Regions from separate parts of the Danio rerio genome. Here region 1 is linked to region 2. A link is a contact called in public HiChIP or PLAC-seq data. All regions are on one chromosome and are shown on one strand. The core of a region is the stretch at or near the end of the contact, and the rest is flanking DNA. Distances in the headings are between cores, read along the strand shown. Region 1 holds the start of trappc14 (trafficking protein particle complex subunit 14). Region 2 holds the start of zanl (zonadhesin, like).

Region 1 (3,029 bases), core at 120-2,619, 66 kb before region 2:
AATACCTTGATTAGTTGGATCAGCTGCGTTTAGTTATGGTTGGAGCAAAACTGTGCAGAGCAGCGGCCCTCCAGGAATCCAGTTTGAGACCTGTGCTTTAAAACCTTGATAAGAAATGCTTCAAAAGTACTAAAGAAATGGTTGTTTTCAATCCTTTGAATTGTACCTTTAAGGGACAGTTCCACCAAAAAATGAAAATGTATACACTATTCACTTCTGTTGAACGCAAAAGGAGATATTTCGAAGAAAGCTGAAAACATGTAGGGAGAGAGGGGCACGCAGGGTAAAATGTAACACAGAGTTTTAAGGTATTTGCTTAGTGTTAACCATCACATGCTTCTGAGGTTTTCACCACTGTGTCAACAGATGTCTTCCTGCCAATTATTGAAAAAGTTTGGTGAAATATGGATGAGAAACACAGGAGAAACCATTTTTGCAGCATAAATGTATTTTTTATTATAGTCAATATTTTTTTATTTTTTAAAAATCTGTGAAAGTATGTACGTAAACTCTTATACTGTTGTGAGAACCGTCTTCTAGGCTAGAAGATGAAACCATTTTTAAAGATGTGAAAAACACACAGTGACTGCTTGCTAGTTTGAGGAAAACACAACTTGGTTAGTTGTAACAGGATGTTACACATTAACCACACACTGTATAACACCAAATAAACTAACAAAATCATTTTTGAATTTTGAGTGTAATGATGAAGACATTTTTAATATATTTAAAAAAAAATAGAAAACAAACATTGTCTTGCTAAAACTGCAAAAATCTATTGTATAATAATTGATAATATTGCAAATACATCAGAATGTGGTTATTCAGAAGATAAATAAATAAACATACTGTGCTAGCGTAAAAAAAATGAGTTGCAGTAACCTACTGAGGAAATATACTATTTAAAAAGTAAACTGAATTTAAATTAATTGTGTGAAATCTGACTTTATAAACACATGTTACAACTATATAACCCTCTGTCTGTTACAACTTAACAGGGTAAATAGAGTAGTAGCAAGGGTAAATTGACTAGTAGCATTTTTACTACTGCCATTTTTGGCAATACTGCGCAGAAAACACAGGTCCAACAGTGCTTATTTGCAGGAGAAGCTTGTGTGTTGTTGGTAAAAAATAGGGTTTGTCTAACCCCATTACTTGTTCATTATTTGACCAAAACCAAAAAGTGTTACTTTGTGCCCCGCACTCCCTCACCACACTGGCTTCCACAGTAGGAGAAACAAATACAACAGAAGTCAGTAGTTACAGGTTGCCTGCTTCCTTTTAAATATATTTAATGTTGAACAGAAGAAAGAAACTCAAACAGGTTTGTGAAAAGTGAAGAGAGAATAAAGGATGACAGATTTTCCATTTGTGGGGGGAGATTAACTATCTACCTTTAAATACATGTTAATTTGTTTGATATAATATTATATATTTCAGCTGCATACATACCACAACAAACAGTAAAAAAAGTAAACAAATCACAAAACTGATCTAAAACCAACCTTTATACATAGACAATAAAGTTGACCTTCATCGACAGTCGACTAATCTCGTCTGTCGTCCGCTCTACTTCATCTGAGCTCGATAAGCTCGCCTGTCATATAGCGCACTTTGAATGTATTGTATACGTCAACTGGGCTGGCAGACGAGCGAAAATGGGGCAAAATAAGACGAATGTAATTTTTATGAGTTCCAGTCAACCCTAATAATAACCGACCCGGAAGCTGGCGCGCGTTTGATGAATTCAAAGCAACTCTTTATTGAATGGGAGCGTTGTTTACAGTCTGCTAACCGGATACCTCGGCTGTGCGTCTGCCTGCAGTGCGCGCGCGCTCGCTCTCTGATGGTCAATGGTGTTGATGATGGAATCGCAATGCGAGTACTTTATGTATTTCCCGGCGGTGCCCATCTCAGATCTGTCGGACCCGGCTAAATACCGCACTCTTCCGCGCCGCAGTCACCTTTACCTCGGGGAAACCGTGCGCTTTCTTCTGGTCCTGCGCTCCCAGTCCGCGTCCGGCTCGAGTGATGGCAGCTGCGGCTCAGAGCAGCACAGCAGCCGCTCGTGGAGGGAGCTGGCCGGCTCTCTGAGCGCCGTGGCCAGCGTGAGCCCTGGCGACAGCCGGCAGCGCACACAGCCTCTGTACCACGACTACCACAGCAGCGGGGACGAGTGCGTGGAGGACACAGACGAGGATGATGCTGCGGAGGCGGTGGGCTGCCCGGGGCGAGGGGGGCCGAGGTACCGGGGCTTCAGGGAGTGCAAACCGCTGCTCATTCACAACAACCCAGGCAACGGTGTGAGGGAGTTCCGCAGAGCTCCTGTGCAGGTGCTTGGATAAACACACCACATTGTATGATGGAGGATAGCTGTTCCTCATAGAGTTGAGAGGGTGATATCTGATTAACATTCAAATCCTGATCTTGATCTGTGTCAACACGGAAGTAACGTTGACATTTCCTGTTGTAATGTTTTATGGATGGATGTGTGTGCGTGTTTGCCTTTTGTTATGTTTGGCATCCTACAAGTTTCTGTCCTAATTTGTAAGTGCAGTGGTTATAGAAAAGGGCTTGCTGTTGTAATCCAAAATGCTGCCATGTGAGCTTAATGCTGCTTGTTTCTACAGCAGTGTTGACTTTAAAGGGACAGTTTACCATTAAAACTTAACTAGAACGCAGCTGAAACCATAGCTGTTTAGGAAGTCAGTAGCTCTGACACATTAAAATGACTAAAACATGTCAAATTAAGACAAATACATATGATTTCATTAATTCATTTTCCTTCTGCTTCGTCCCTTATTTTTTAGGAGTCACCACAGTGAACCGCCAGCCATTCCAGCATATGTTTTGCACAGCAGATACCAGTTAAAACCCAGCACTGGGAAACACCCCTGCACTCACATTTACACACTGCAGCCAATTTAGTTCATCCAATTTCCCTATAGCGCATGTCTTTGGACTGAGGGGGAAACAGGGGCACCTGGAGGAAACCCACGCAAACATGGGGAGAACATATAAACTCCACA
Region 2 (3,184 bases), core at 144-2,643:
TATTTATATTTAAAAGTTCTTGAATATTAAAAAAAGAATGAAATGAATAAAGTCAGAAAAAATTGCAATGGTTGGAATTCCCTAGTTAATCATTGCGCTTATGATAAATTTCATTTACTTACCAGCATTTCTCTCTGTCACATCATGTCTATAAAAACACACAAAAATAAAAATTTTAAAACATTTATTTCCTTTTAAAAGATTTAAATAGCTGCAAAATCCTTCAAGAATTTCTTATCTACAAAGACATAAAAGTGGAGTAATTCAATTACATAATAGCAGTCATCGCTGTAGCATTTATCAGCTGTTTCCATCATAATTATCAGATTATCACAGTGTAAGATCAAAGTTGCTTTTTTAAATTAGATGTTAAATGTTTAATTACATTTAAATAAGACATGTACAGAAGGAACTATTATGCTTTGATAATTCATCAGTGCTGTGAATATAATTGAGAAACAGCTAAACTTTTTACGTTTTACAATCTAAATATTTCACATTCTAACATTAATTCTCTTGTCAGCTTAGTCCCTTTATTAATCCGGGGTCACCACAGTGGAATGAACCGCCAACTTATCCAGCAAGTTTTTACGCAGCGGATGCCCTTCCAGCCGCAACCTATCTCTGGGAAACAGCCACACACACACTACAGACAATTTAGCCTACCCAATTCACCTGTACCACATGTCTTTGGACTGTGGGGGAAACCGGAGCACCCGGAGGAAACCCACACGAAGGCAGAGAGAACATGCAAACTCCACACAGAAACGCCAACTGAGCCGAGGTTCAAACCAGCAGCCCAGCAACCTTCTTGCTGTGAGGCGACAGCACTACCTACTGCGCCACTGCCTCACCTTCTAACACTCTAAATGTCTCAAATGTAAGTTATTTTTAGAAACATGCGGCTCTACTTAAATTACACTAATAATTATTGTATTCAGTACTTAATAAATCATATACTTGGTGTAGATAGATTAATATTATGAATTATATATTATATAATATTATTATTATAAATGCATTTGCATATAATAGGAATTTGCATATTATACAAACATAATTGATTAGAATATGTACATTCTTCAGCCAGTACAGTACATCAGATAATTGACTAAATCTGACTCTTAATAGAAGATTGAAATCCACATTACTGTTCATATACAATGCCGAATTACTGATTCAATTATGAGAATCTCACCTGTTTTTGTTGTCTTCAATGGTAAAGCAACCTGTTATCCATATTAAAACTAGTATTAACTCCAGACGTCCCATGTCTGGATTAATGGATGGTGTTAGGTTGACTAAGACATGGGTGAGAACGCTTCATGAGTTTATAAAGGGTCGGTTGCATGGTCAGTTAGGCAGGGCATGTGGAGGTGTGTATCAGTTTTTATCACTTTCATGAATATTATTTTACATGGCTTATTGCAAAACCAGTTTTAGTGAATCAGTAACTGTTTGTGATAGGACCAGGGTGTGTTCCCCGTGTTAGATCCTATGGGCGGGAACATTTATCAGAAGATGCAGTGGAGTTCAACACATACAGTACATAGACCTTTGGTTTCAGCTCTCAGAGCAGGAATCCCCCATGTGTTTTATCACTGTTTTGTACAGTCCGTTTTTAAGTATTCTTGACAACACTGGGAGTTCATTGCTGACATCATTAAGCATCATTCATGAAATAGTCATTTGAGTAATATATAGTTCTAAAATATTAACATGTGTAACAGAGGCCAGCTAGTAAAGTGCTGTGCAGGTAAACCTCACTCCTCTGAACCCAAAAAAGTGCTTTAGCGACAGACGCTAGAGGCCATGGTCTTTAGACTTGTTAGAGCAACCGACTTCATGCAGAAAGTTGCCTGTTTGATCCCAGCTCGAAGGATTGGATTGGTGTAGGATTGGTGGGGTTAGATAGGTGTATATATATATATATATATATATATATATATATATATATATATATATATATATATATATATATATATATATATATATATATATTCTACAGCTTGATTTTTTTTCTCTTAAAGCATTTGAGAATTTTCTTGGCTGTGTTTTGCATCATTGTCTTGCTAAAATGTCCATTCTGGTCTCATTTTCATCTAGATGTTAAATATTAATTTTACTAATGATGATGGGCAGAGGATTGCTGAAGAACTACTGAGAGATTTCAGCTGCTATCTGGGCTTTCTCAGCCATTCTAGGTGAAAGCCCAGACAGCAGCTGAAATCTCTCAGTAGTTCTTCAGCAACCTTTTGCCCTTTGTCATCGAGGATTTGGATTTCAAAAGCATTTGTGTCTTATGTGTATGCTAATGCAAAGAGATGTGTCTTTAATCTAATTTAAAAATGACAAAGTCTGTCTGCTTCAAGAATTGTGCTAGGAAGGCTGTTCCAAAGTTTAGGTGCCAGATTTGAGAAAGAGACCGCCTACAGTTGATTTTGATATTTTGGGAATAATCAGTTGTCCAGAATTAACTGAGCATAGTGGACATGAGGGGTTATAGTACACCAGGAGCTCCCTCAAATACTGGGGAGATAAGCCATAGCCGTTCAGGGCTTTGTATAGTAGTCAATAAAATGTAAAAATGTATACAATATTTAATAGGGAGCCAATGCAACGATGAAAGCACTGGAGTAATATGATCATTTTTCTTTGTTCTAGAAAGCACTCTAGCAGCTGCATTTTGAACTAGCTGAAGTTTGTTAATTAAGCCAATAGGGCAGCCGCTTACTAACACATTACAATAGTCTAACCGAGAAGTCATGAAAGCATGAATAAGCGTTTCTGCATTAGACAATAATAGCATATTTCGAAGTTTGGCAACATTTTTAGGGTGAAAAAATGCAGTTTTACAGATGCTTGAAATCTGGCCTTCAAACGACAGACTGTATCAAAAATCACCCCCAAATTTTTGACCAAAGATGAAGACTGAACTAGAATCCATCAAGGGTTAAATAGTGTTCTAGGTTTTTGCAGGTGAGGTTTTTGGGTCCAATAAGCAAGACCTCAGTATTATCTGAATTTAGTAATAAGAAGTTATTAGTCATCCAATTTTTAAAATCACCTATACAATCTGTTAATTTCTTAAATTCATACAAATTATCAGGTTGAGAGGAGATAGTTGTGTATCATCAGCAAGCTAACTCCATTTTTTTTAATAATATTTCAGCAGTATGTGAGG

What was found. HiChIP or PLAC-seq counts read pairs in DNA pulled down with a chosen protein or histone mark.
Region 1: an H3K4me3 HiChIP or PLAC-seq map of pancreas shows a contact between it and region 2, with 2.7 times the contacts expected there. The contact joins the promoter of trappc14 here to the promoter of zanl in region 2. A contact is called at or near these places in 2 of 4 datasets of contacts at active chromatin or transcription factors (embryo and pancreas).

Annotation. Positions count from the first base shown.
Region 1 is chr7:26,415,695-26,418,723 of GRCz12tu, reverse strand. It overlaps trappc14 (trafficking protein particle complex subunit 14), which reads left to right and starts at 1,369. Exons shown (of 10, transcript NM_001423811.1): 1 at 1,369-2,333. The coding sequence starts at 1,854.
Region 2 is chr7:26,350,031-26,353,214 of GRCz12tu, reverse strand. It overlaps zanl (zonadhesin, like), which reads right to left and starts at 1,393. Exons shown (of 86, transcript NM_001365358.1): 1 at 1,199-1,393; 2 at 123-148. The coding sequence starts at 1,272.